7 separate regions of the Mus musculus genome follow, and regions 1, 2, 3, 5, 6 and 7 are each linked to region 4. A link is a contact called in public ChIA-PET, HiChIP or PLAC-seq and promoter capture Hi-C data. All regions are on one chromosome and are shown on one strand. The core of a region is the stretch at or near the end of the contact, and the rest is flanking DNA. Distances in the headings are between cores, read along the strand shown. Region 1 holds the start of Itm2c (integral membrane protein 2C). Region 2 overlaps Gm32302 (a long non-coding RNA gene). Region 3 overlaps Armc9 (armadillo repeat containing 9). Region 4 holds the start of Psmd1 (proteasome (prosome, macropain) 26S subunit, non-ATPase, 1). Region 5 holds the start of B3gnt7 (UDP-GlcNAc:betaGal beta-1,3-N-acetylglucosaminyltransferase 7). Region 6 overlaps Cab39 (calcium binding protein 39). Region 7 overlaps Cab39 (calcium binding protein 39).

Evidence for each region. Promoter capture Hi-C pulls out the DNA fragments that hold promoters and counts their contacts. ChIA-PET counts read pairs in DNA pulled down with a chosen protein or histone mark. HiChIP or PLAC-seq counts read pairs in DNA pulled down with a chosen protein or histone mark.
Region 1: a contact with region 4 is called in an H3K4me3 HiChIP or PLAC-seq map of embryonic stem cells, with 25 read pairs. The contact joins the promoter of Itm2c here to the promoter of Psmd1 in region 4. A contact is called at or near these places in 18 of 39 promoter capture datasets (the 3T3-L1 cell line, 3T3-L1-derived adipocytes, the C10 cell line and 12 more), 13 of 484 Hi-C or Micro-C datasets (B cells, CD4 T cells, CD8 T cells and 9 more), 22 of 115 datasets of contacts at active chromatin or transcription factors (CD8 T cells, the SCID.adh cell line, astrocytes and 16 more) and 4 of 9 other capture datasets (adipose tissue, liver, macrophages and 1 more).
Region 2: a promoter capture Hi-C map of the HPC-7 cell line shows a contact between it and region 4. The contact joins the enhancer-like site here to the promoter of Psmd1 in region 4. A contact is called at or near these places in 11 of 39 promoter capture datasets (3T3-L1-derived adipocytes, the C10 cell line, the HPC-7 cell line and 7 more), 3 of 484 Hi-C or Micro-C datasets (cortical glia, cortical neurons and liver), 10 of 115 datasets of contacts at active chromatin or transcription factors (the 230-238 cell line, bone marrow-derived macrophages, differentiating embryonic stem cells and 5 more) and 2 of 9 other capture datasets (liver and pancreatic islet).
Region 3: an H3K4me3 HiChIP or PLAC-seq map of bone marrow-derived macrophages shows a contact between it and region 4, with 2.5 times the contacts expected there. The contact joins the enhancer-like site here to the promoter of Psmd1 in region 4. A contact is called at or near these places in 2 of 39 promoter capture datasets (the C10 cell line and embryonic stem cells), 5 of 115 datasets of contacts at active chromatin or transcription factors (the HPC-7 cell line, bone marrow-derived macrophages, embryonic stem cells and 1 more) and 3 of 9 other capture datasets (adipose tissue, liver and pancreatic islet).
Region 5: an H3K27ac HiChIP or PLAC-seq map of embryonic stem cells shows a contact between it and region 4, with 34 read pairs. The contact joins the promoter of B3gnt7 here to the promoter of Psmd1 in region 4. A contact is called at or near these places in 2 of 39 promoter capture datasets (the HPC-7 cell line and embryonic stem cells), 1 of 15 datasets of contacts at CTCF or cohesin (embryonic stem cells), 6 of 484 Hi-C or Micro-C datasets (all in embryonic stem cells), 12 of 115 datasets of contacts at active chromatin or transcription factors (the 230-238 cell line, bone marrow-derived macrophages, embryonic stem cells and 4 more) and 2 of 9 other capture datasets (adipose tissue and liver).
Region 6: a contact with region 4 is called in an HNF4G HiChIP or PLAC-seq map of pancreatic cancer cells. The contact joins the enhancer-like site here to the promoter of Psmd1 in region 4. A contact is called at or near these places in 1 of 39 promoter capture datasets (cranial neural crest) and 3 of 115 datasets of contacts at active chromatin or transcription factors (bone marrow-derived macrophages, memory CD8 T cells and pancreatic cancer cells).
Region 7: a contact with region 4 is called in an RNA polymerase II ChIA-PET map of memory CD8 T cells, with 129 read pairs. The contact joins the enhancer-like site here to the promoter of Psmd1 in region 4. A contact is called at or near these places in 7 of 39 promoter capture datasets (3T3-L1-derived adipocytes, the C10 cell line, the HPC-7 cell line and 3 more), 2 of 484 Hi-C or Micro-C datasets (CD4 T cells and nephron progenitors), 4 of 115 datasets of contacts at active chromatin or transcription factors (effector CD8 T cells, memory CD8 T cells, neural progenitor cells and 1 more) and 2 of 9 other capture datasets (adipose tissue and liver).

What each region holds. Positions count from the first base shown.
Region 1 is chr1:85,893,215-85,896,035 of GRCm38.p6, forward strand. It overlaps Itm2c (integral membrane protein 2C), which reads left to right and starts at 1,296. Exons shown (of 6, transcript NM_022417.3): 1 at 1,296-1,575. The coding sequence starts at 1,450.
Region 2 is chr1:85,918,082-85,920,858 of GRCm38.p6, forward strand. It overlaps Gm32302 (a long non-coding RNA gene), which reads left to right. Exons shown (of 4, transcript XR_387208.2): 3 at 849-981; 4 at 2,724-2,777. The region is part of intron 2 of Gm51745 (a long non-coding RNA gene); the gene reads right to left. Among named protein-coding and RNA genes, the nearest start is that of Gm32302, 4.6 kb to the left of the region's middle. Within about 2 kb of position 1,355, at least 24 of the 459 cell types and tissues checked have an H3K27ac peak or open chromatin away from gene starts, as enhancers often do. A contact at or near this core is called in the HPC-7 cell line, where this site is marked.
Region 3 is chr1:86,217,140-86,220,025 of GRCm38.p6, forward strand. All of the region lies in intron 19 of Armc9 (armadillo repeat containing 9), which reads left to right. Among named protein-coding and RNA genes, the nearest start is that of Gm46098, 38 kb to the right of the region's middle. Within about 2 kb of position 1,307, at least 33 of the 459 cell types and tissues checked have an H3K27ac peak or open chromatin away from gene starts, as enhancers often do. A contact at or near this core is called in the HPC-7 cell line and bone marrow-derived macrophages, where this site is marked.
Region 4 is chr1:86,063,342-86,066,041 of GRCm38.p6, forward strand. Psmd1 (proteasome (prosome, macropain) 26S subunit, non-ATPase, 1) reads left to right here and starts at 1,278. Exons shown (of 25, transcript NM_027357.2): 1 at 1,278-1,464. The coding sequence starts at 1,449.
Region 5 is chr1:86,301,837-86,304,536 of GRCm38.p6, forward strand. It overlaps B3gnt7 (UDP-GlcNAc:betaGal beta-1,3-N-acetylglucosaminyltransferase 7), which reads left to right and starts at 1,385. Exons shown (of 2, transcript NM_145222.2): 1 at 1,385-1,718. The coding sequence starts at 1,708. Gm28626 (predicted gene 28626) reads right to left here and starts at 2,224. Exons shown (of 2, transcript NR_151592.1): 1 at 2,128-2,224; 2 at 1,227-1,782.
Region 6 is chr1:85,808,988-85,811,834 of GRCm38.p6, forward strand. The region is part of intron 1 of Cab39 (calcium binding protein 39); the gene reads left to right. Among named protein-coding and RNA genes, the nearest start is that of Cab39, 17 kb to the left of the region's middle. Within about 2 kb of position 1,579, at least 40 of the 459 cell types and tissues checked have an H3K27ac peak or open chromatin away from gene starts, as enhancers often do. A contact at or near this core is called in bone marrow-derived macrophages and pancreatic cancer cells, where this site is marked.
Region 7 is chr1:85,836,907-85,839,816 of GRCm38.p6, forward strand. It overlaps Cab39 (calcium binding protein 39), which reads left to right. Exons shown (of 9, transcript NM_133781.5): 4 at 380-498. Among named protein-coding and RNA genes, the nearest start is that of Cab39, 45 kb to the left of the region's middle. Within about 2 kb of position 1,330, at least 174 of the 459 cell types and tissues checked have an H3K27ac peak or open chromatin away from gene starts, as enhancers often do. A contact at or near this core is called in the HPC-7 cell line, adipose tissue, effector CD8 T cells and 4 more, where this site is marked.

The DNA.
Region 1 (2,821 bases), core at 46-2,545, 170 kb before region 4:
GACAGTCAGCCTCTTTCCCCAGCCATCCCTGTCATTGTCCAATGGGCCTATGAACAAGCGGCCATGCCGATAGAGATGGAAACTATACCTGGACTGGCAATATGGACTTCCACTCATTGAAGTGATCTGGTAACAGCTGCAGCTGAGTGCCAGATCTGCCACACCAGCAGTGACCGTCACTGGCCACCATTCCCTGAGTTGGCCAGCCAGCACCCTGGTGGCAGGTCACCTACATTGGACCGCTTCTTTCATAGAAAGGGTAGTGCTTAGTCCTTACCAAAGTAAGCATCTACTCTGGTAATGGATTTGCCTTTCCTGCATGTAATGCATCTCTCTATTCTCTCAATTCCTGCAGTGCCAGTGGCCTTCGCACCATTTACATCTTTTACCATTATACATTTTACCATTTATATTCTACTGCCTTAAGCTATGTATCTCCTGGACTGCCTGGTTCATACAAGATCTAAACCGAGATACAATGGTCTAGTGCCTAAGGCAACTCTGTCCAAGCCGTGACAGGTAGGAGAGGGCAGCAGAGCCTACTGGACTGTCCTCAATACGCCAGCAGAATGCTCGGCCCCCATTACCAGCACCTTTGTAGAACTGACGCCAAGCACGGCAGGCTCGGTGCTATCACAGCCTGGATTGGGAACAGCGAGGAGAGATCTAGGACTTTGTTGTCAAGAGATGGCCCTGCAACATAAATCTTGGCTTCTTCCTAATACCCGGTGATACACTGCAGGAGCAGAGTCCTGACTGGAACCCAAAACCTCTGGCCCAGCCCCCCGTAATTCTTGTCATATTTTCCAGTCACGATTCCACTCCTGCAAGGTATTGTAGGTCTTATGCACCTCAAGTTACCCACCTCCACTCCCTGAAGGTTTTGCAGGATGAAGGATAGAGAAAGATGCATGGTGGAGAATGAAGGCGGTGGGGATGGATTTAGAATTCAGGATAGAGGCAAGCAGTTAGGCGTCTGGAGTTGATGCCCCTTTCCAGCCTAACACATGTTGGAGGAGGAAAGCTTAGAACAGTTAGTTACTCTGCGTCTTCTCTCAACATAATCAAAGATATCGAGGAGGAGGGAGATGCAGTTTGTTAGAAGCACGTTGCCAGGCAACGTCGTGTTAAACTACATGTGAGGATGCTAGTCATGGGCAGGGAGAAGGAAGGGGTCCAAGCTCTTGCGCGACGACTGAATGAATGAATATAAGCAAGAGGTGGAAGGAAATCTCAGCATTCTTCAGCTACAGTGCTGCCCGGTGCAGTTCGGCGCAGGCGTCAGGTCCTTCCTTGGAAGGCGGGGCGGGACGCGTTCGGGGCGGGGACAGAGGCGAGGACTCCGGAGCCATCCAAACTTCCGGTGCCTGCGGCGCAGCAAGAAGCAGGCATTGCGATCGAGGTTGCACTGGCAGGGGCTGCAGGGAGCAGGCGCAGGTCAACGCAGCCATGGTGAAGATCAGTTTCCAGCCCGCGGTAGCGGGCATCAAGGCTGATAAAGCGGACAAAGCAGCGGCGTCTGGTCCGGCCTCGGCATCTGCCCCGGCCGCGGAGATCCTGCTGACGCCGGCGAGGGTGAGAGGCTCCGGGTCTCAGATGGGGGCGGGGCGGGGGTGGGGGGTCATCGAGGGACCTAGGCATTCCCCAGTGGCCGCCACGACCAGCGGTACCTCAGAGTCACGAGCGGAAGCGGGATGAGAGGTCTGAAAAGGCTGCTCCATCCGCATCTGGGAAAGGGTCTCAGGACCTTCCCCACAGCGGTAGTCGAAAGCAGAACTGGTCCTTAAGTGGGAACGCACACAGGGTCTTTTCCAAAAGTGGGGGCTTCTGGGCGCGAAGTTCCAAGATAAGGGAAGGTGGCGGACCCATGAAAGTTTGGGGAATGTTGGTGAAGGTTTGCGTCTGGTTCCAATCAAGGGGCAGGGGCCGGGAAGCCAGTCCCCGAGTGGGGGAGGGGAGGAGGGTTGAACGTAGTTTCCCCCAAAGCGGGGCCGGGAAGGGGGGAGGTGATGAGGCCTGATTGGTTGGGGAATTTGGTTGGGGAATCTCTGGTTAGTAACGAAAGGGAGGTGCCATTGTTTTGGTCCTCAAATGGGGTCTGTGGTGGGTGGAGGTTACTGTTGGAACTGGCAGACCTAAGTCAGTGATGAGCCTTCTCCCATTTCACACCTGCGGGCCCTACTTCTTAGCTCCTTCTCTGGCTTCCAGCTACGTTGTTACCATCTGCTGAGTGGGCTCCTTACTGCCCCAGTGCCCTAGACATCCCTATAGTCACTCAGTTGGCTTTGTGTGGACTGGCCTTGGTGTGCCCCGCCTTCCCCTGGCTGAGGGGATCCAGGTCATTTCCGCCATGGAAAACTATGCTATGTGGAGTGTGTCGGGGAGGACTCGTGGCAGTCACTGACTGGAAGGACTGGTGACGGAAAAGCGGACCCAGCCGAGTTTCATTTTGCTTCAGTAAGGGTGTTTTCATGGCCACTGTCACACGCCCCCCAGCGGTCCTGGGGCGCACCAAGCCGGGCCTTTCGATCCAGACCGAACCTAAAAAAGCCCCTTCCACTTCCTCCTCCCGGATCAAGTTTTGAAGCTCTGATTCTGCCTTTGCCTGGGCATATATGAGGAACTCGTGGGGAATGATCTGGAAGAGGGGGTCATGCAGTGGGCCAGTCTGAGCAGAAACGGTGATGCCAGGGACTCAGGCAGCTCTGTTCTAGTCACTACAGCACCGAGCAATTCAGACACCAACAAGAATTCATTGGCCAACCAGGTGGGGGGGGTTGAAGGGTGTCTGAAGCCTAGGTGGAGAGGGACACCCCATACT
Region 2 (2,777 bases), core at 105-2,604, 150 kb before region 4:
GATTTCTGAGTTCGAGACCAGCCTGGTCTACAAAGTGAGTTCCAGGACAGCCAGAGTTATACAGAGAAACCCTGTCTCGAAAAAACAAAAACAATAAGCAAAACAAAACAAAAGTCAGAAGGGTGGACATAGACAATAATACCCTAGGCTCTTCGCTGCCCCTGCTGCCCACCATGACATCCCTCCATTCCTGGGGCATTAGCCACAGACTCCAGCCACCTGGGAAGGCTGGAGCTAAGGTAAGATTGGCAGCTCCAATCTCCCATCTGGGAGACAAAGGATCTAGCCTGTCACCAGAAGCTAAACTGTCCCATCTTGATCCTTAGGAGCCAGGGCTCTGAGGAAGAAAGTGGCAGTGACATAGGGAGTGGGAAGCTGGGAGCAGGAGAGCATCCCTGCAGAGTCTTGGCATGGTGTGTGCTTCTCAACACTCCTGAGTTGCACTGCTCTTCGTACTTCCCCCAGGCGTCATATGAGGAACACAAAGCCAGCTGTGCAAACCTGGCCACGGCGCTCAGGATGTCGCAGTTCGCACAGCTAGGTGGGAATGACTGTCTTTGTAAGTCACTGGCTAGGTCATCTTTAGGGTAGCAAAAGAAATCTTCTAAAAAGCTCCATGTGAGTCTGGAAGTCTCAGTCCTCATCTAGATGGGCTTTCCACCCTACTGCTGTGGCTTCCCTCCAAAATGGCGCCTTCCAAAATGAAAAAGCAGGAGCTGTCAAGTTTTCTACTTATCTCCTCCACCTACCTACTTTCCTCCCTCCCTCCCTTCCTTTCTTCCATATTTTGGGTATCTCACTCCGTAGCCCTGGCTAACCTGGAACTTGGTGCCATCCTTTTGTCTCAGCTTCCCAAGTGCTGGCATTACAAGTGTGAACCACTGTGCCCAGTAAGTGAGTAAGTGCTGAAGCCCAGCCTCACACCACTTCTCTGACATCTGCTGGATAAAGCAGTTTGGGACCCATTCCAGGTTCAAGAAGGTAGGACATAAGCTCTGGGTTTTTTGTTTGTTTGTTTGTTTGTTTATTTGGTTTTTTTTTCAGGGGCGTAACACCATGTGTGTACTGACAGAGGCCAAACATCTGGACCCATCTTTAGATAATTGAACAATTTGTGAGCTCCCTCTACGTCTCAGTTTCCCTTTGTGTTAACCAGGGATGGTAAAATAGCTATCCATATCTAGGGATTCATATCCATATTCTGGATCCAAATCCAGAAATTCCAAATAGTTCCCCAAAAAGCGCAAGTTAAATTTGCCATATATAAAGCCTTCTGCTGAGGGGACATCCCCTGTCCTCAAACTCTCTCCAGCACTGATCTGAGCCTGTTCACTTAAAGTGCCTGCACTCACTTATTGGGCCAAGGTCACCTGATTATGGCCCCGAGGAATTGAATCAGGCCAGGCTGAAGGGGTCACAGCACAACTGAGGCTGTGACAATTTTATTGAGAGCCCGTCAGACTTTTTATATCTTCATTAGAGACAGACTATGATGGCAGCTGCCAGGATCAGTACTGTTGTAGTTACCTGGATACAATGATGTCTGCAAGCTATACAGTGTACACAAGATTAATGTCTAAGACCAACTGACCTATCAATATCAAGCCTCTATGCTTCCTTGACTTCCAAGGGAACATATAGGGAAACACAAGGAAGCCTAGACGCTTCACCGCCTGAGGAAGTGCACTGATCTCTCTCTCAGGAACTGGCAGGCACACTGTGCCCCAGGGGCCACAGATTCTTATCAGAAAAACCTATGACGCATGACTGTCCCGAGGCAGCCAGGCCAGGCCAACTTTATGGTTTCCTGCAGACTATCTCAGGTTTCCTTTATATATGATAAAGTGAGGACTGTGTAAAACCGGGCTGGGGGCCCTGTCCTAAGCTATTCCATGCTATATACAATAATGTTGCTTGGTTTCTGTTAACGTGACGCAAACCTAGAAACATCTGGAAAGAGAGGATCTTCATCAAACGCTTCCAAAGGACTGACTTGTAGGCAAGTCTGCAGGGCATTTTCATGATTAAAGATTGATGTGAGGGGTGAGGCAGCTTATTGTGGTCCTGGGTTGTATAAGAAAGCAAAGTGAGCAAGCCATAGGGAGCAAACCAGTAAGCAGTGTTTCTCCGAAGTCTCTGCTTCAGGTGGTACCTTCAGGTTCCTTCCTTGTGGTAGTTTGAATAAGAAAGGCCCCTACTGGCTCTCAGTTTTGAAAACTTAGTCACTGGGGAGTGGCACTATTTGAAAGGATTAGAAGGATTTAGGAGGTGTGGCCATCTTGGAGAAAGTGTGTCACTTGCAGGAGAGGGAGAGCACTTTGAGGTTTCAAAAAGCCCATCCTGAGCCCAGAGTCTCTTTCTTTCTGCTGCCTACAGATCTAGATGTAGAACACCCAGCTACTTCTCTAGCACTATGCCTGACTGTGTGCTGCGGTGAGCCCTGCTGTGATAATGGATTAAACCTTTGAAAATATAAGCCAGCCCCAGTTAATGCTTTGCTTTACCAGAGCTGCCATGATCATGGTGTCTCTTCACAGCAAAAGAACACTGACTAAGACCTGCCTTGAATCCTCCCTGGACTTCCCTTCATGGTGGGCTAGACTATAGTTGTAAGCTGAAATAAGCCGCCCTGCCCCCAAGTTGAACTTGGTTGTAGTGTTTATCACAGCAGTAGGAACCCTAACGAAACGGGATTTTCAGACCATGCCTTGTCCGTTTTACAGGCAGCATGGGATTCTGTTTGGAGATGGAAGACAGCTGATCCTGGTGTGCATGTG
Region 3 (2,886 bases), core at 57-2,556, 150 kb after region 4:
ATCCTAGGGCCTGGGCCTGTGTCTACGATGGTTTGATTACCTTACACAGAGACTCTGGCTCAGTACTCAGCACCACAGAAGCTAAACATTGCTTGGTGCTGTGCACCTGTAATCACAGCCCTCAGGAGGCAGAGGCAGACGCAGACGCCATGCACCCCAGTAACATAGTGAGTTTAGTGGTGGCCTAGAGTGCTTAAGACCATGTGGAAAAAGAGAGCGGTGCGGGGTGGGAATAACTTGCTTCTTAGATTCTTTTGGCCCCTAAGGTTCCAGCCCCATTTACCTCTCCAGAGAACTAAAAGCAGCATTAGATCAGCTTGGACATGCATTCAGGAGAGTGGGCAATGCCAAGCAGTGGCTGGGCAAGGTTCAGGTGCTCCCATCTAGTGCATGGAGAAGTGTGTGGTCTCCTGCGCTTTATTTTTACGATTAACATGGGCATAATGTTATTCAAGGGCTGGCAGATCTCAAGGGCCAGAAGCCTGGTTCTAATGTCTTCACTCCCAAGGAGGTTTCCTCAGTACATGCTCAGGTGGACTTACACATGGCTTTAAATGGAAGTAAATGTCTTCCTGCAGGACTTGAGAAGATTGATTTTAAAACAAATACTTTCTTCCTCTTAGCAAACTAGGTTTTAGTGCCAGGGGCAATCAGCCACGCACATTTACTTGTGGGATCTGTGTAAATAACCCACAGTTTCCTTCCGTCTTATGTTCCCTCTTTATGTAGTGAACAAATATTTAAGGACCTTGAAGTAATCATGTTCTAGGAAATACAGAGGGATTAAAAAAAGATTCCATGAGAATATGTGTGGTAGATCTGTGGCTTACGATCCCTCCACAGAGGAGATGGAGATGATCCTGAGCCGGAAGTTACTACAGGACAGCATCATCACATGGCAGCTTCTGCTCCAGCGCCTGTCTCAAGCTCCTGCCTGTGTTCTGCCCTGTGGCCATCATTGTTCCATTCTCACACATGAGCAGACACGCAGGAAAAGGTCACTCCAAGTTCATGAAGCTAGTACGTGAGCAGTAGAGCTAGGATTCTTACCTAAGTCACCGAGAAGTGACAGAGCATGCCCTGGGGGCCTCTAATCAGACCCATGATAGACGGCAGGTAGTAGAAAATAAACAAGCAGTCACAGGTCCATGAAGGGGAAGGAAATGGAAAGAGCTATAGTGGGAGGGCAGGTTGGAGAATCCTGGAAGACAGAAGCTGGGTGGAGAGGAAGTACAGTGGGCTGAAGGCAGGCACACAGTGAGGACAGGGCTAATGAGCGTGTGCTTGATGCTCCACCAGCCCCCGCCAGGAAAGCGTGCTGTTGCCCAGGTGTATATGGGCGTTCTCAGAAACATACATAGGCACACACATACATATGTTCCTCTGTGTATGTTTTGGTGATCATTCATTTGCAGATCAAGATCTAATGTAAACATACAGATGTGCGTGTATGTACAGTGTGGCCTTTCCCTTTGTTAATATTCTTTGGAAGTCCTTCTGAGTCAGCCGTGCAGCAAGCTGATGTGTCTGTCACAATGAGGTGGACTTGAAGATGTGCTAGAGAAAGCATAAGCATCTCATTTGCTGGAGCTTTTATTTATATGGGCTCTTGCTTGCCAGGTGAAGGTGTATGGGTTTTGTTTTCTGGGAGGGGAGGGAGTTAATTACAACAGATTTCTTCAGATTAATTTTTTTTTTTTTCTTTTAGACAGGATCTCATGGTGTCCAGGCTGGCCTTGAACTTTGTAATTACCTGAAGGTGACTTTGAACTGTCATTTCTTTGCCTTCTGCCTCCTAGCTGCTGAGTCTGCAGCTGTGTGTCATTGTGTCCCTTTATGTTTTGATCTTGTACAAATTTCCTTCTTTTTTTAAAGAATTTTGGGGGGCTTTTATATTTCTTAAGACAGCTCTGTAATTTGTGTTTTTTAGAATTTTTTTCCATTCCATCCTAAATTATGTAATTGGCTCAGATGTTGTTGCTCCTATCATTTCCTGTGACCTTTTTTGTTTCTGTAGGTTCTGTAGTGATGTCCCATTAGATAATGTGAGGCATCTCTCTTCTTGGTGTGTCATGCTAATGGCTTCATCAGTCTTGTTCATCTATTCTGAGAGCCAGTTTTTTTGTTTTGTTAGTTTTCTCCATTGTGTTTCCATTTTCTCTATCTCTTTCTGATTTTAATTTCCTTCCTTCTGCTAGCATTGACTTGATATACTTTCTTGTTTTCTGGTTCCTACAGTATAAAGTTTCATGGACTTGGGGTCTTTATATCTGAACAGTTACAGCTGTGTTTCCCTCTGAGCACAGCATCTACAGTGGTTTGGTGTATTTGTCTCTTAAGAATTTTCTAGTTTTATTTGTGATTCCTTCTTTGACCCATTGATTATTTAAGAATATTTTTGATAAAGCCCATCCTAAGAATTGGACCTAGTTCAGGGAATTAGCTCCTGGGGACCTGCCATCCAGGGTGTGGTGCCCTCTTCCTCACCTGTCTGTCTGTTCTCTGTGTGTCCTGAACCTCCTGAGTCATACGCACACCATGCACACCCTACTGTGACATTACTGCCCTTTAGGCCCAAACTAAAGGAGCCACTTGACCATGGCTTGAAAACTCAGAGCCAGAAAAAAGCTTGGCTCTTTTAGCCTTACTCTCTCAGTTATTTGTCACAGACAAAAGTAAGGACAGGTCTGTGTGTCATTGTCTCCCTCCCCACTGTCTGTGGTATCACCTGTCCCTGCTGTTGTACCTTCTGTGCAAATGTCAGAAGTCTGATTGTTCCCAGATTCACCATGAGCGTCAACAGATGCAGGCAGAACGTTAAATATTCCACTCGAGTTTTGTTGCCAAGTGTTGAGGAGCACAGATGATCCTGAGGAAGACCACAGA
Region 4 (2,700 bases), core at 28-2,527:
AAAAGAGAGCATCAAACCCCCTGGAGCTGGAGTTACAAGTAGTTGTGAGCTACTCGATGTGGGTGCTCAGAATTGTACTTGGGTTCTCTGGAAGCTTAACCACTAAAGGCAACTCTCCGAACTGCCACCAACCCAGCCTTTTTAAGACAGGGTCTCACAATTGACTCCTCCTTCACTAGAATTCACTATGGAGATGAGGCTGGCCTGGAACTCACAGAGATCTGCCTACCATTGCCTCCCAAGGGGTGTACCACCATGTTTGACACCTGGACAGTCTATTTTTGTGTATGTTCATATTTGGGGGGAGGGGGGCCTTCGCTGGATGAGGCTGTACGAAAGACACAGGCATGGAGGCAAGTTTGTGTCAAACATATACACATGTATATGTATATACACATATATACACATATACGCAAGTAGGCCGGAGGTTGACATTGGGTGTCTTCCTCAATTGCTCTCCCACTCTTCCTTCCCTACCCCCACACTCCTCAAGGTCTTACTTTGTAGCTCTGGCTGTCCTGGAACCCACTTGTAGGCCAGGCTGGCCTTAAATCCACAGAGATCTTCCTGCCTTTTCCTCTGCTTCTTGAGTGCTGTGATTAAGGTGTGAACCACAACACCCAGCCACTTTATTTTTTGGAAACAAGAGTCTCTTACTAGACCAGGAGCTCACCAACCGGCTACACAGGCCGGCCAGCAAGCCCCAGATATCCACCTGCCTTCACCTCCCCCAGCACTGGGTTTACACCGGCCACTGGGAATCCTAACTCAACTTCAGGTCTTCATGCTTTTATGGCAACCACTTAAGCGACCAAGTCGCCTTTCCAGCATTATCCCACCACCACCTTCCCCTACTTTGATAGCAGATCTTTTATAGCCCAGGCTGGCCTCGAATTCAAGATCCTTCTGCCTCAGTCGCTTTTCTAAGAAAATACTTCCCTGTAGTCTTGGGTTGGTGGGCATTATTGCAGTGAGACCTCCATAGCCTTAGGTGGCGCTGCGAGCAATGCTTATACCTCCCCTAACACTCATTCTCTTAGCAATGGCGGGTGATGAGTGGGCCTCTCTTTGCAAGGGTGTCTATTTTGAAGCCTGATTGCAACTAGAAATGAATGTCCGTTCGCAGCCGGCCAGATCTCTGACTTCACGGAGAGTTATAAAAAACAACGACATGTTTTTTTACCTTGTTGCATGATCTCGAGAGGCGGAAGCTGCATAAAAGACACAGCGTGGCGGTGAATTTGAGCCAAGCCTCAGGCGGAGATGCGGGCAGCCCTAGGGCGGGCGGGGTCCTCGGCTAGAAGCGAGCCGGCGGCCTGTGGAGGGGACTGACTGAGCAGCGCACCCGGGACCCTGGAGGTGCGGTAGAGCAAGCGGGCCCTGAGCTGACAGATCCAGGGCTTGGCCAGGACTGTGGACGAGTGGATCGGCGAGTGCAGGGCGCAGCCATGATCACTTCAGCCGGTGAGTGCTGCCGGGAGCAGGCGCCCCAGTGAGGAGCCGCCGCCGCGCCGGCGTTTAGCTGAGTCAGGGCGGGTGACTGGGCACCTCCGGGTCGAGCGCCGGCCTGCGAGGCCCCTCTGCCCGAGGCCCACCTCGGGGATCGAGGGCTGGGAAACTGGCCAGGTCACTGCAGGCCCCTGGGGTTCGTAGGAATAGGACCAGGTAGCCACCCGGCCGTCCCTCTCCAGCCACACCCCCGTTCCAGGACCAGACCGGGCTCCTAGGCGGTCGCTGGACCTTTATTCTCTGTCCGCTTCTTGGTCGAGTGACCCCCCAATCCTTCCCCGCAGGTGTTTCGGTTTGGGATGGGCCCCGGTGTCATCGTAAGCATCTTATAGCAGGTCCTGGCCTGGCAGCCTAACTGCTACACTAAGTGCTTCTGGCTTGTGCATGAGATATCTTCTCCTGGAAGTCCGAAATTAGGTTTGAGGTGGCTGGGTTTTTGGTGCTACCGTATTCACCTAAGAACCTCGTTCAGTGAAGGCAGCATTGACTGGAGAGCCACCTTACTGTGTGTGTTTAGATCCTCAGGACTGCAAAGCAGGTTTCGCACACTTGTATGGTAGATACTTGTAATGGCTTTTGAAATGGGAAGGTGTGGAGGGAGATGAACTTCTACATGGAGATTTTTCAAGCCCACTACAGACTTGAACTGCGTATAGCTGTTCCCAGTCTCGATGCTTTCTCAGCCCTGGCTGCTTGCGTACCCTTGCTTGGTTGTTATTCCTATTCTGTACTTGTTCTACAAGTATTTGATTTTGAACAAACGGGTTCTCAGTAGACAGTATGCTGTACGGTGGGGAGGGTCTCACTGTGTAGCTCTAGCTGTCCTCGAACTCACTGTGTAGACCAAGCTGACCTCAAACTCACAGAGATCTCCTGCCCCTGCTTCCTAAATACTAGGATTAAAAATGTGTAGTGTACTACTACACTCTGTGCTGGTTATTTTTAAACACGTGAAGAAGTGTTTGGACTTGAAGTTAGACTTTTGTCCTGATAGAGACAGATGATTGCAATGAATTTTAGTTCCCATCAAAAGAAGCATTTTCTTTTCTTTTTTCCAATTAGCTCTGGAGGAAAATACTAGATTTTTTGCCACTTGTAAGAATAGGCTTAGGCCCCGCCATTACCACTGGTCTTCAAAGTGGTGGCTTCACTGATCATAGTTGTGTGGGTGCTTAATAGAATACTGTTAGG
Region 5 (2,700 bases), core at 135-2,634, 240 kb after region 4:
AGGTAGCCAGTACCAAGCTAAGACAACCAGGACTGAAGACTGAGGACCGGTGTGACCTGGGACTAGTGGGACTGCAGTGACTCCTAGGGGCAGGCAGCCAGGCCTGTGAGACTTACACTTCAGGCCAGGGCTTCTTGAGGACTTAAAAGGGGCATTGTCCCAGGATTCTCCTCTGAATTTTTCATCTGAAGGCCCTTCATCATTTCCGACTGGAGCTTACAAATTCCAGAAAATTCCACTATTTGTTTAAGCACACACCCGAGCCTAAGGATCGCTAAGGGAAGGACAAAAGTAATCTTCACCCTTAGGACTCCCTGGGACTTTCTGTCTCCCTGTATTCCCTGGGAGAGGAACAGCATTGCAGAAAGGTATTGAGTTCCCCAGTCCTACTATCTGATAGAAATGCCTGAGCCGGGACTCAGGGACCACCTCCTGAGCCAGGCAGACCTCCTGGGTTTGAATAGTAAGGTTGTGACTTCATCTAAGGGTGTGTGTCCCTGACTCTAACTCCTGGTAAGATAGGAACAAACCATAGCACACGTCTCCAGAACCAAGTGAGCCACTGATGCCGGGGACCTAGAACCAGGCTTGACAGATAGGAAGTGCTGGAATGTAAAAAGTCCTGTGGGTATTTCTGAAGCGACCCCAGACCCCCAGACATCTGGATGACAGAAGGACCAGTAAGCAGCCTTATCTACCAGAAATGTTCCCAAGTCACCCAGAGGAGGCATCAAGGTGTCCCCTCCCTCCCTGTACTGTGATTGTGGTGTGTAGCCCACTCCCAAGAGAAAATGGTGCTCACACCGCAGAATAATAAAAACCTGGAGACAAAAAAAAAAAAAAAGTGGGGGTGCGGTTAAGTGAAGGATTTGTTGGCAATACAAGAAGGAGGTTTTTGTTTGTTTTGAGACAAGAGTCTCATTAGGGAGACCTTGCTGGCCGGGAACTCACCATGTAGACCAGGCTGGCCTTAAACTCGCAGAAATCCACCAACTGGGATTAAAAGCACATGCGAACACGCTAGCAAAAGAATGGACTTTTTGCAGAGGATAATAAGCCTTCTCACTGGGGGGTGGTAATGCAGAAAGAGTGGGAAACCCAGAGCTGGATTGACCTGAGCTGGCTGGGGGTCTAACACAGGCAACCCAGCATCATCTTCTCTTGAGATCGCCGCCCAGGCCTAAGCGAGCCCGGGAAGAAGAAAAGTAGACAGGGCAGAGATAAGGTAACTTTAGGGAAACAGCCTTTATCCACCTCCCTCCACTCTACACACCCAGGGCTACTCCAGAAGGAAGCAACCAGGCCGCTAGGCGCCGGGTGGGCGTGGAGGTGGGCGGTGTCCGACGTCCCCACGTGTCCCGAAGGAGGCGAGGCGGGCGACCCCGTGAAGGCCCAGCAGCGGGGAAGTCGCCGCCTCAGGATGTTGGCGATCTTCAAGGTCTCTGAGATTCTGGCTCTTCCCTTCGCGTTCCCGTGGGGCGTGCCTCTGAGGTGGCCAGGGCTGAACGGAGTTGCTGTCCCCACAGTGAGCCGGGGCACAAAGGGTTAACCTACCTGGGCCACCGCCCCTGAGGCCCCTCCTCCAGCCGCAGGGAAAAAAAGAAAGTCTCAGCGGGGGTGCGGCTCGGCCTCGTCCCGCTGTCCCCAGCCGCGGCGCTCAGAGCTGTGATCCGTGCGCCCCGCTCAGCTGCCCTGGACCGGGCCGCCATGTCTCTGTGGTGAGTCGGGGTCCCGGTGGGGCGCAGAGTACCTCCGAGCTTCACCTCCTCCCGGGGCCGCAGACTGCAAGGGATGCACGCTAGGTGTCCTGAGGCCGACCCCAGTTTCCCCGGGCAGCGAGGGTGGCGGGAGATGCGGAGCAGGGCGCGCCGCCGGAGCGGCAGATGGGATGTGGGAGATGCGAGGCGCACGCTTGGCTCTGCGGCCACGACTCCGGCAGCCTGTATGCAACGTCTCTCTAGCCTTGGGGTTTCACTAGCAGACACACACACACCCGACCCCTCCGGTCCCTCTTCCCTCCTGTGGCCTCTTCTCCGGACCGCCTCGACCCTTCTCCTTCCCCGGCTTTGCTCTTACTAATGGAGTGGATTGGTATGTGCGAGCCAGGGCCCTGAGGCTGGTTCTTACCCGGACTCCGGAGCTACGACGTGGAGCTTCTTTAGAACCCTGAGGACTGGAGTACTGGGTTCAGAATTCTCTTACTTCCATTCCCAGCAGCGCGCCTCCAGTCATTTCTGTCTTTCTCCATCCAACCTGGTAACCAGGAAGTCATGGGGCTCTTGAGGAAAGCTCGATGAATGTGGGTAGGAGGACTTAACATTCACTCACCCTGCGCCTCCGCAGGCTTAAAACCTGGCGTTATCTACTACGTGCTTCGTGGGCCCCTGGCTCTTGTACCTCCCAGACTTGGAGGTGAGAACCATCTCTCTGCTGGCCCAGTCCTGGAAAGTCATGAGTCTCCCAGTGTGAGCTAAGGAGGGAAGGTTCTTGGGGAAGGGGGCACAGGCAGGATCATTCCTGAGAAGAGCTAGGATTTCTGCCTCTGAAAAGGGTGTGCTGGGCTTACTTGACCAGGTAGGGGCCCCGGAAAGTGGGTTTTCGTCCCCAGGACTGAAGGGCTAGGCACCTCATTGCTTTGTGTAGAATATAAAGGTAAGGATAAGGAGTCGTGATGGGATCTGTCCACTTCCCTTCGAGACT
Region 6 (2,847 bases), core at 329-2,828, 250 kb before region 4:
ACCACTGTGATTCTGACACTTCAGTTAGCAATACTCTCAATATTTGGAGGAGGTAAAAAAAAAATCAAGAAGATGCTGGGCATGATGATGTATGCCTTATATCGCAGCATTTTGGAGTCAGAGGCAAGTGCATCTCTGAGATCCAGGGAAATTGTGGGACTGTATCAAAAAAAACTAGAAAATAAAATAAGAAATTAGAAAATCAATCAAGATGAAAGATGTGGGGTATCTGCATCTGGGTGATATCTGTGTGGTTGAATTGTTCCTTTGTGTGCACGCTCGGGGATTCAGCCTCTGTAGTCACTTGGTAGCATTCCACTTTGGAAATAGTGAAGGAAACATTAAGTTCTATGTGGAAAATGTGTAGAGGACCGAAAGTTTTCAATGTAAGTAGCTCTTCCTGGTTGGGGTGTCTCTCAGCTGCTGTGCTCCCGTGGCTATAAAAAGCAATTGCTTCCTCATTTTAGATACAGATTTCAGATGAAAAGGCAGATTTTCCTGTTTGACTGTATTGTGCTATCAACACATCAGGAGTGAGTGGAATGTTCTTTGAGCAATAAAAAAAGGCATGTGGCCATTCTGTAACAGCACTTGGGCTTCTCAACTTTTGCCTTCCTTTCCACTCCATACTTTCTTACCCACAGAACTTGAAAAAAAAATTACAAAATAATTTGTTTCCATATCAGACTTTAGACTGTGCATACAGCTCTTAGCCAATTGTAATACATCTTCTGGTTTTCCCTTCAAAATTATCAGTGTCTAAGGGCCAGTTCAGGGAGCATCATCTCCTTGATGCCTGCCTGCATGCCTCTAGCATACAGTGTGCCTTGCCTGTCCTCTGAACTTGGTATTGATGAGGTTTTCATTAGGATAGATTTTAAGTCTGTTCTGTGTGTACCTATCTTTATAATCTACTTCAAATCATGATCTCATCTTTTTAGATCCATGAGCTGAGTTGTTGGTATGTGGTGGGAATCTTCATTCCCTCTAAAAGCACATGCAGCCACTTTCTGTATGATCCTGCCAGCTAGTTGACAGCTGCAGTCTAGTTGCTTCCCTGATGTTAAACACTATTTAGCCTCATTGTTTCATTGAGAGCTCTTTTCTCAACCTAAGACCAAGCCTTCATAAGCCAGTTAATGTGTTGACAAAGAGGCTAGAAAGGCTATGGTTTCTGGGTAGAAGAAAGGTCATCTTTCATAGAATGTTCTACATCAGTGGTTCTCACTATGGGTCACGACCCCTTTGAGGGTTGCATATCAGGATATCCTGCATATCAGATACTTATATTATCTAGTAGTAAAACTATAGTTATGAAGGAACAACAAAATAACTTTATATGGTTGGGGCCATCACAGCATGAGGAACTGTATTAGAGGTGTGCAGTGTTAGGAAGGTTGGGAACTGCTCTTCTACAGGACCCGCAGTCTGAAGTGCCATGCAGTTGTGCAGTCTGCCTCCAAATATTTCTGCTGAAAAAAGTTTATTTACACTAAATACTACTATTTGACAGCCTTTGGGCAGTTACAAAGAAAACAAACCTGCAAATCTCCAACTATGGTGGTGCAGCTTGGACTGGCTCTGCAGTCTGTTTGTGCTTTTGTGGGCGTTTGGCCAGAACAAAAATAGTAATGCCAGACCTTGAAGGAGAGTGATTTCCCAGGTTTATATATCTGATTCTGTAGACATTTAAAGCTGTGAGTTTAAATTTTTTTCAAAATATAGTTCTTTATCAGAGTAATAACTAAGGGCAAATTTAGAAATTACTTTTACAAATATAATTTTTTAAAGCCACCAAATTTCTAACACATCATTAGTTTTTCACCCTAAAGGGAATTTTCCAAAAGGTACCTTTGTCTGGCCATACTTGAGATTTGTGTCAGGTTTTTCTCTTCTGTTTACAGTTACAAGCTTGAATATTGCGTTCTTCTTCAGGAATTTGCTTTCTAAAGGGCAGGGTTGGCTATTTGCTTTTCTTATTTACAAAAATGTGGGTGAGACCATGGTGTTTGTTCATAATCATATGGACTGTGTTTGCACAGCCTTGTGGCAGAGCAAGTAAAGTTTACCCTCGTAGTTTCTTGAAGACTGATACTTTTTCATTATTAAAAAAAAAAAAAAACTATTTCTGTTCTGGTTTATTATATGTGTATGTATGTCTCACTTTGCACATGTCAAGGTCAGAGGACAACTTGCCAGAGTGAGTTCTTCTACTCTCTGGGTTCTATGGATTGCACTGTCAGGCTTGTTGGCATACGTATTTACCCACTGAGACATCTCATTGGCCCAGTTTGTCATACTTTTTTATTTTATGTGTACAAGTATTTTGCCTACAATATGTGTATGTACTGTTTGGGAGTCTGGTGTCTCTCGACACTAAGCGAGAGTGTCAAAACTCCCAGAGCTGGAGTTAGAGTCCGTTGTGAGCCAAGGTATGGGTACTGGGAATTAAACCTGGACAATCTGCAGGAACAGCAAGTGCTCTTAACTGCTGGGCCATCCATCTATCAACCCTGTTTTTCATTTTTAAATGTGAAAATTGGTTAACTTTTCTTATTAAGTTATACTTATTAAATTATTTCTTATTAAATTACATATACTGTTTGTAAATCGTTGAAATTCACGTTTTGAAATTGGTTCTAAAATTATAACTGTAGCTTTTAATTCTTTAATATATCTATGAATCATTTGAGATAGGACTAAAATGGTAAATCCATATTAATTTTAAAAGTTAGAGAAAGCAGTCAGTTATGTATTATAATTGCATATAAATAATAATTTGTAATATGTAACCATAATTTCCAATCTCAAGTTATATGAATTCTTTGCATTGTAACAGTTTGAGAA
Region 7 (2,910 bases), core at 80-2,579, 230 kb before region 4:
AAAGTGTACACTGTACTGTTCACAACAGAAGTATCCGCTTCTGTAAGGTTCAAATCCCTATAGATTGGAAGTGTGCTACCAACATCTGCTTCCCATAATCAAATCAGCATGCTTCTGAGAGTTAGAGATGGTTGAAATTACTTGTGGATTATAATGAGATTTCACTTTGTTGATAAAATTGTATTAAAATTGCACACTGTTAAATTTAAGAATTTGTCATTACAAATAGATAAAATTAGAAATTTAATGTCTACAAATGTTGTAAAGTCAGATATCCAGTCATAACTAATACACAGTGGCTCTTTGACTTTATATTGAGGGTGGATGGACATTTTCATACTTAGACAGGTAAATATTTTAATGATTGTATTCCTAATAGGGCAAAAAAGACGTGGCTCAAATTTTCAACAATATTCTCAGAAGACAAATTGGTACAAGAACTCCTACTGTTGAATACATCTGCACCCAACAGAATATTTTGTTCATGTTATTGAAAGGGTATGTACAATGTGATAAAGTTTATATTCTTAGCTGAAAAGAAAAAGAAAAGTTTGTTTGGGTGGGACAAGATAACCAGGTCGGTAAATGGGAAGATATTCTCTGTAGTTTTAGCTCACTTTTACGTAGATCTTGAATATACTGCCCATTAAAGTCTTGGCCTGTAAGCTAGACTAACACAAAAATACCCTGTGAATGCAAGCTTAAAATTGGGTGAGTTATGAGCCCTTAAGTTCACAAATCAAATACAACTGAAGGAAAGAAATAGAGCCAGTGTGGCCATACTTGTATTCTGTGAGATAGAAACCATTGAAGTCCATTGAAATCCCAGCCAAGTTGAGTCCAGAGATGCCTCCTCTGCACCTCAGCTCACCTCACACCTCACACAGCAGTGAAAGCCTTCTTGGGGTGCTGGGGGGTGGGGGCATGCATGCTGCTCACCCTCACTCAGGAGCACATGTGCTGCTAGGTCACTACACATCTTTCTGGAGTTATTCCTAGGCTAAGTAGGCATTTGATTTGGGTAGTTGTCCATTTCAGAAACAAAATCAAAACTTAGATCTAAACTAACAAAAGTGAAAAGACCCTCTTCGTTCTGAGCACTGAGCCTACCTGGCTGGCAGGGTAGGTAGTTGGTCAATTCCACACTACTATTGTCTGGTACCCCTTGAGCTCATTCCAGCATCGGCAGTGTTTGCTAAACCAGTGGGCAAGCATGTTTGCCCACTGCAGTGACTGACTGCTGCTGTGAACGACCTTGCTCCCTACACATTACCTCACTTGGTTTGTATCTATGGTTTAACACTTCCCCCAAGTTCAGACTTGTTTAGACAAAGCATGAGTCAGTGACATGTCACATGCCAGCTCCTCCTACTTCCTCCTCTCTGTTCCTACCCATCTGTGTTGCTTCTTCACCCGTTACTGTTGTATCGGTCCAGTGTCCCTGTGGAAAATATGCTATATGAATAGTCTGAAATCTGACTGTTCTTAGAACAGTGTGATACTGACCAGAATTTCCTTTGTTATAGAAACCAAAGGTTTATTGAAATCTAAACGTTAACACTTCCTATTACTTCATGGTAGCTTTGATGTAAATAATTTTTAAACAATGTATAGAATTAAAAACAACAACAACAAAAACCTTTGTATTCTCATTGTGTAACCCCTGCTGGTCTTGAACTTAAAAGATCTACCTACCCCTAATTTTTGAACAAAGTATTAAAAGCATGTGCTGTCACTGGAAGCTGAAATAAGATTTTTGAGAGAGAAAGCATAAAACTCTCTGGGCTGGTGAGCAGAGTCCTTGGCCGAGGAGGTAAGAAGGAAAGGCCTAGAATGAAGCTTGGCTTGGGACCTGAGACAGCAAGCCTGCCCTACCCACAACCCCACCTCAGCCATTAGCCTTGCATCTTTCCTGCTTTCTGAGGCTCCTCCTCTCTCCCTGCACACAGCTCGGCGAGGCTGCTCCCCGCGCTCCCCGTGTTCCTCATGCATCTGCCGTGTATGCACTGCACAGGCTTTTCACAGCTACAGTCTGGTGAAAGCCAGCGCCGTGCTTTAGTGCATTGGTGTTCTAGCCCACTAACTTGAATAAGGAGCGAATATATTGTTTGAGCATCATCGTTAACTCAAAATCTATATTGGATGTTATATTAGTTACTTTTCCTGCAATAGTCCTGACAAAAGCAGTCCAAGGAAGGAAGGGTTAACTTTGTACTCAGTTGGAGGGTGGGTGAGGGGGTCAGGGTGGACGGGCTGGTCAGGAGTGCTGGTAGTCAGTTCTCCGCTCACTTTTCCTTTCTGTTTTGTCCATGACAGTAGTTGTAGCCCGTGGGGTGATGGTATCATTGTTGAGGCGACCTTGCCTTCTCACCTTAACGAGCATGCTGAGGCTACCTAGGCTAGATTGTTCCTCACAGGTGTGCTGGGGAGCTTGCCTCTTAGATGATCCTCATCCTGTCAGGTTGACCGCCAGTATATAAACCAACACAAAGCTGGTTTAGCCCATTGTAAACTTTACTTTTCTATATTTAAGTTGTCCCACCTCAGGCCATTGTGTGCTCCTTTGTTCTTTTGGCAGAGCCCAATTGGTCTGTGATGGCTTCTTTGCTTTCTGACACCTTACTCAGTTCATACGATTCCTGCCTGACCTGGAAGGTGGCACTCTATAAAAAGCACTGTGAGCCACCTTTTAAGATATCTGTACTTGAGCTGATTAAATAGTTTAGATTACTTACGTTCAATGTGGTTGACTTATTAGGCTCTAAGTACTTTGATGGAAGCTTTTAGGGGTGGTACTGCTGATTCTAGTGTGTATACAGGAAGTACTGGCATGGACTGGATTTAGAAACAGTATTTTACTAGCTTTTTAAAATCTAATGTGATCCCCAGTCTAGTGTTAACAGGTTGAAC